Linked DNA regions of Macaca mulatta: region 1 is linked to region 2. Evidence: chromatin contacts called from public Hi-C data. All regions are on one chromosome and are shown on one strand. The core of a region is the stretch at or near the end of the contact, and the rest is flanking DNA. Distances in the headings are between cores, read along the strand shown. Region 1 holds the start of C4H6orf62 (chromosome 4 C6orf62 homolog). Region 2 holds the start of GMNN (geminin DNA replication inhibitor).

Evidence for each region. A called contact is a pair of places that touch in the nucleus more often than the background predicts.
Region 1: a contact with region 2 is called in a Hi-C map of fetal cortex germinal zone, with 2.5 times the contacts expected there. The contact joins the promoter of C4H6orf62 here to the promoter of GMNN in region 2. A contact is called at or near these places in 2 of 14 Hi-C or Micro-C datasets (cortical neurons and fetal cortex germinal zone).

Annotation. Positions count from the first base shown.
Region 1 is chr4:158,384,959-158,387,696 of T2T-MMU8v2.0, forward strand. C4H6orf62 (chromosome 4 C6orf62 homolog) reads left to right here and starts at 1,469. Exons shown (of 5, transcript NM_001194185.2): 1 at 1,469-2,738.
Region 2 is chr4:158,326,038-158,328,885 of T2T-MMU8v2.0, forward strand. It overlaps GMNN (geminin DNA replication inhibitor), which reads right to left and starts at 1,466. Exons shown (of 7, transcript NM_001258199.1): 1 at 1,360-1,466.

The DNA.
Region 1 (2,738 bases), core at 219-2,718, 59 kb after region 2:
GCTTACTTTTAAAAATCTTTCTTTTATAAACCAATGCCCTAAACTACGTGACATTTTCAGTTTTATCCCTGTGAGCTTTCCATAGTTACATGATTTTGAAAACAAATCAGCAAAGCACTAGCAAAATGCAAGCTTTATCTTCCCGAGATTAGAAGTTATTTGGAAACCTCAGGACTCTCATCCTTTGGTTCTGGACAATTTATATTAAAGGGTGAGTACCAGTTATTCTTTTGGCTCATGGCTGAAATAATGTTATTACAGCTGATCTATTTTGACTTCACGAAGTGAAAAGTAGTAATTGGGGTCCCAATTGACTTCTAAAATCTCAGCAGAGTAGCCAATGAGCACATAAGCATTGCTTATGTGGAGTATTGACCTTTGCTAAGTACTTACATAACTGTGTTTTAATGAGCACATTGGAGCTTTGAAAAATGGACTCTTTGGGCCAAGGACGTGCGATTCGGCAGCAAACGTTTCGTTGAAGACAGTGAACCACCTAAGGGGCAGGCTGTAAGTCTGAGGTCCTGGGGGATCCTAACAGAAAGTGTGTTCTGACAGCAGTGGGTAAAAATCCACGAGTCGGACTGGACTGCTCCTCTCCTAAGCCACAGCAGCAACGTCTGTACAAGGTCTTTGACCTTGTTCGAAGCTTGAGGACCGCCCTCCCTGCCTGCGCACGTGGCGGGGTGGGGACAGAGGCAAGTGGCACTAATATGAGACATCTGCTCCAGCACGCCGTTTAAATTACAGGTGTCGAAATGAGTTCTGGGTTTGCTGCCGCAGGATACCGCGGGAGCGACCCCAAGAAGAACTAACAATTATAAGAATCGAAATAAGAATCTTCCAATCTTCCAACACACACTCTCCTTTTCCTTCTTTGCTCCGCCCCTACGCTCGCCCACTCTCCGCCCACTTCCCCAGTTTTGGCCCGCCCAGGTCGCTGGTTCGGCTCTGTCCCGCGCCCAGCCTGACTCTGAGAGGCTGACGAGACTCGGGAAGTGCGACTCCATCCGGGTGTTTTGTTGAGGCTGGTAGAGGGCGTGCTTTTATGATGTCATCGGGGCGGGGCGAAGAGCCAACTCAGGAGACCGGGACTTCCTGAAGAAGGGGGGCGGAGGAGTGGCGGGGAGACCCTTTCCACGCCCCTTGGACACTCCATACTGGAGGAGAGAGGCGTCTCAACACTCAAACTCCCTTTTGAGGCGAGATTACTGAAATGGAAAGGTTAAATTCAAAGACTCAACTTTTAAAAGACCTACTGCTATTCTGTCCTCTTGATCTGTTTTCCTGTTTTTCGATAACCTTGCAAAGTTTCCCACCTCCAATCCTTTCTCCCCCTTTGATTCTGTGCAAATGGTGGGGTCCCAGAGGACGCGCAGTCGCAGTCACACCGGGGCGGTGCCGGTGAGAGGCGGGTGACGCAGCGGCCTCGCTGCCATTTTAAGTTGTTTGTTCTCGGTTCTTTCTCAAACGCGACTCTGCCCCGGACCCGGGAGGCGCCCGAGGCCGTCGCCGCTTCTGCAGCCACCGGTGGGGGGGGGAACGAGGCAATACCGCCGCGGAGGCTCACCAACAGCTTCGGCTTTTCCCCCCTCCGGGTCTCCTCGACTTTTTCTGAGAGCCGGAATCCGACTGTAGGGGGAAGAAAGACTCAAGAGCAGATGCTTGAACTGAAATAACTTTATTTTGGGGGGTTACTTCGCTGACCCTTAGCGCAGGGCTTCCTTTCCCTTCCCCCTCCTCCGCCAGTACCGATCCAACTCCCCATCTTTCTTCTCGTTTTTCCTCTTTTTCTTTTTCTCTCCCTGTTGCCGCTGTCTCCGCGTCCTTCCCCTCCGTCGCCGCCCAGGGCGCCGAGCCAGACTATGGGTCCCAGGTGGGGGCTGAGCGGCGGCAGCAGCGCGGGCGGTCCAGTCACAGTGCGCACTGCAGCGGGGATGGAGGGGCTCAGTTGGCTGGTGGTTTTCTCTTGACATGGCTCCTGCCCGTGCTACGAGCAGCGCCCCCGCCGCCGCCGCCGCCTCTTCCGCCGCCGCCACCGCTCCGCCCGCAGGCTGCGGCTAGAGGGCCCAAACCCCGCCCGAGAGTCGGTCCGTGAGTCCCGGGCTTCGCGGGGACAGGGAGGGGATTTCCCTGTCACCCACCCTGCCCTAACTGCCTCAGTTCCACCCCCTGCCCCTCGGGAAACAAACTAACGACCCCACCCTAAACAATCCAAACTCTGGAAACATGGTCTGTTCAACGAGAGAGAGCTAATCCGGGAACTTAATTTTTGGGGGGGAGGGTGGGTGGGCTTACTTTAGAAGTAATATTAACACAATTATTTTCTTTTTTTCCCCACTGAACCTTCCCATTTACCCTCTCCCGCCTACTCCACCCGGGCGGGAATTGTTTCCACGATGAAATGAGTGAAAACCTGAGTGATCCTGTGTCTCCCGTGGTGCGAGTGAGTCGCTGCCGCTGAAGGCAAGGGGTGGGGGTGGGACCTGGAGGGGTGGAAGGCAGGTGGTCTCCGGGCACCGCCTGGGATTTGGGAGAAGAACCCGCCACCTTTGCCTCGGCAATGCTCACAAGAAGATAAATCGCACTCCCCATCATCTTGAACGGGGGCAAATCCACAGGGAAGTCTCCCTTGGGGAATGTAGGACTAGTTGCAGGCTGGGGGTGTTGGGAACCCGGGCATTAATCAGGTCTAACCACAGAGCCGGAGTAATTAATACCGTATTATATACCCCTTT
Region 2 (2,848 bases), core at 216-2,715:
TGCGCCTGTGCCTACTCGATAGATGTCCCTAATTTTTGTGGCCATGCCTTTACTCAGTGCAGTGGCTTTTCTAACATTAATACATTTTACCTTGTGTCCTGGCGCGCGCGCACACACATGTGCAAACAAAAAAGCTGAGGACAGGCCGGGCGCGGTGGCTTACATCTGTAATCCCAGCACTTTGGGAGGTCGAGGCAGGCGGATCGCCTGAGTGATCACCAAAGTGCTGGGAGGTCGAGGCAGACGGATCACCTGAGGTCAGGAGTTGGAAACCAGCCTGGCCAACGTGGTGAAACTCCGTCTCTACCAAAAATACAAAAATCAACCGGACACGGTGGTGCTCGCCTGTAGTCCCAGTTACTCGGGAGGCTGAGGCAGAAGTATCGCTTGAAGCCGACAGGTGGAGGCTGCAGTGAGCCGAGATTCTGCACTCCAGCCTGGGCAACAGAGTGAGACTCCGTCTCACAAAAAAAAAAAAAAAAAAAGCTTAGAAAACAAAACAATCTAATTTGTGCGGGCACCCTGCTATTTTCTACTGCATTTAATGTTAAGAAAATGCGGTTTGGGCCCCCGTAAACAGACCCCAGGCAATGTTCTTCAAACTGTGGGTCGTGGGTCGTGAGTCGTGATCTCAAAATCATTTAGTTAATCATGAGCAACACTGCTTAGAAAAATGCAACTGAACAGAATGGAATTGAAAAGATGAGAAATAGTGCTTCCATCAACGTCTCAGTTGGTTAGATGGCTGTGTCCTAGGTTGCGATGTAAAATGTACTTTAGTATGAAAAAAGCTGAAAACCACTTAGCAGTCTAATCCTTCACAAGTTTCCCACGCCTATCAGCGACCTTGCACCCTTACTTGCTTGTTATTCTCTAGTTTCTTTAATAGCTAGATTAAAAACCCCGGCATAGGACAGGGATCCATGCGAACCTCGTATCAGCAACGCCAGTATCCGTTTAATGGGAGACGCAGAATTCAGCGACCTCTTCCCACGAGCCAAATTTGCAGATCCCTCAGATCAGGACCAGCCACTTAACTGCCAAGAGGATGGATGCCTAGCCTCATCCCCACAGCTAGGCACGCCCAGGCTGAGTCCCTCACCAGCGTTGCACTCCCCAAGCCCGGACCCAGCCAGCTGGTCCCGGAGGCCCAGCGCCAGGCTAGGGGGCGGGCAGTGTGGCCCCGCGCGCCCGACCTACCAACCGCGGCGCGCGACCCAGGAACTGCGCCAGCCAGCCAATAGGGAGCGTGGAAGTGAGAGCGCGCCAAACCCGACCCAGCCAATGGGGCAGTCCCTTGACTCACCTCCTTACCCTGCCGCGCCACCAGCGACCTTTCAACAACCCCTTCGCCCTTACCCCGGCCGCGGCCCCGCAGCTGTCAAAGTAGGACGCGGCTTCAGAGGGTGGCCGGAACGAAACCGAGTCGTCTAGGGGCTGTGCACCTTGCGCCCCTGCGTACCCACTTCCTGCCGCCTCTTGCACACTTACTAGGTGGAGACGCTCAATCCTCGTAGCGAACGCTGTGGCTGCAGCACCTTGAAAAAGACCACAGCTCACCTACGCTGATCCCCACTGTCGCTGGAGTGTCCCGCGCGCTCTGCAGCAAAGCCCTACCAACTCCGCTTGCCAGCGCCGAACAACCACGTGACCAACTGACGCACGAGAGGCGGGGCCTCTGGAATCCCGCGAATCGCCTCTCCCCTCGGTCCCGCCCCTTCCTGCGCCTGCGCGGTCGACAGTAGCGAGTACTAAGACCGTGGGGATTTTCTGCTACCTGGGAAGTCTGTGCCCTTTGACCCTCCCCTCTGACCCAGCTCTCGGAACTTCCTTAAAATGCAAAGTTTTAGCCCTTTACGAAAGGGAGAAAGATTTGCCTCCATTAGTCGTTAACACCGGAAGAACAAAATATTGTATGTGCATATGTATTAATATGTAGTACACGACATACATTTGTGTAAAGCCCTGGCTCCACGGACTCGTAGTTGTATTAGGGGCTTTTATATTTTGGCTTTTTGTGTTTTGACTATGGTATGGTGCAGGAGGAATTGTTCAGGGAGACAATGATCAGTTAATCCTGCAGCTATTCATTGAGCGCCTTATACGTGCCAATTACTACTGTTCTAGGCACTGAAATTACAACTGCTGTTGCAGTTTGAAGGAGCAGAAACATCTTGGTAATAATTACGTCTAGCCTTTTCTTTATTTTTTTTTTTTATTATTATTTTTAATTGAAACGGAGTCTCGCTCTGTCACCCAGGCTGGAGTGCAGTGGCACGATCTCGGCTCACTGCAATTTCTGCCCCCTGGGTTCAAGCGACTCTCCTGCCTCAGCCTCTCGAGTAGCTGGGATTAGAGGTGCCTCCCACCACGCCCGGCTAATTTTTGTATTTTTTAGTAGAGACAGGGTTTCACCACGTTGGTCAGGCTGGTCTCGAACTCCTGACCTCGGGTGATCCACCCGCCTCGGCCTCCCAAAGTGCTGGGATTACGGCCTCCCACCGCGCCCAGCCTGCCTTTTCTTTTCTTTTACTTTTTTTTTTTTTTTTTTGGAGACGGAATCTCACTCTGTTGCCCAGAGTGGAGCGCAGTGGCGCAATCTCGGCTTACTGCGACCTCCGCCTCCTCGGTTCAAGCGATTCTCTGCCTCAGCCTCCCGAGTAGCTGGGATTACAGGCGCCCACCACCACTGCGCCCCGCCTGCTTTTTTTTATTTTATAAAATTATCAACCAGGCTTGGTGGCTCACGCCTGTAATCCCAGCACTTTGGGAGACTGAGGCGGGTGCAGCACCTGAGGTCAGGAGTTGGAGACCAGTCTGGCCAACATGGAGAAACCCCGCCTCTACT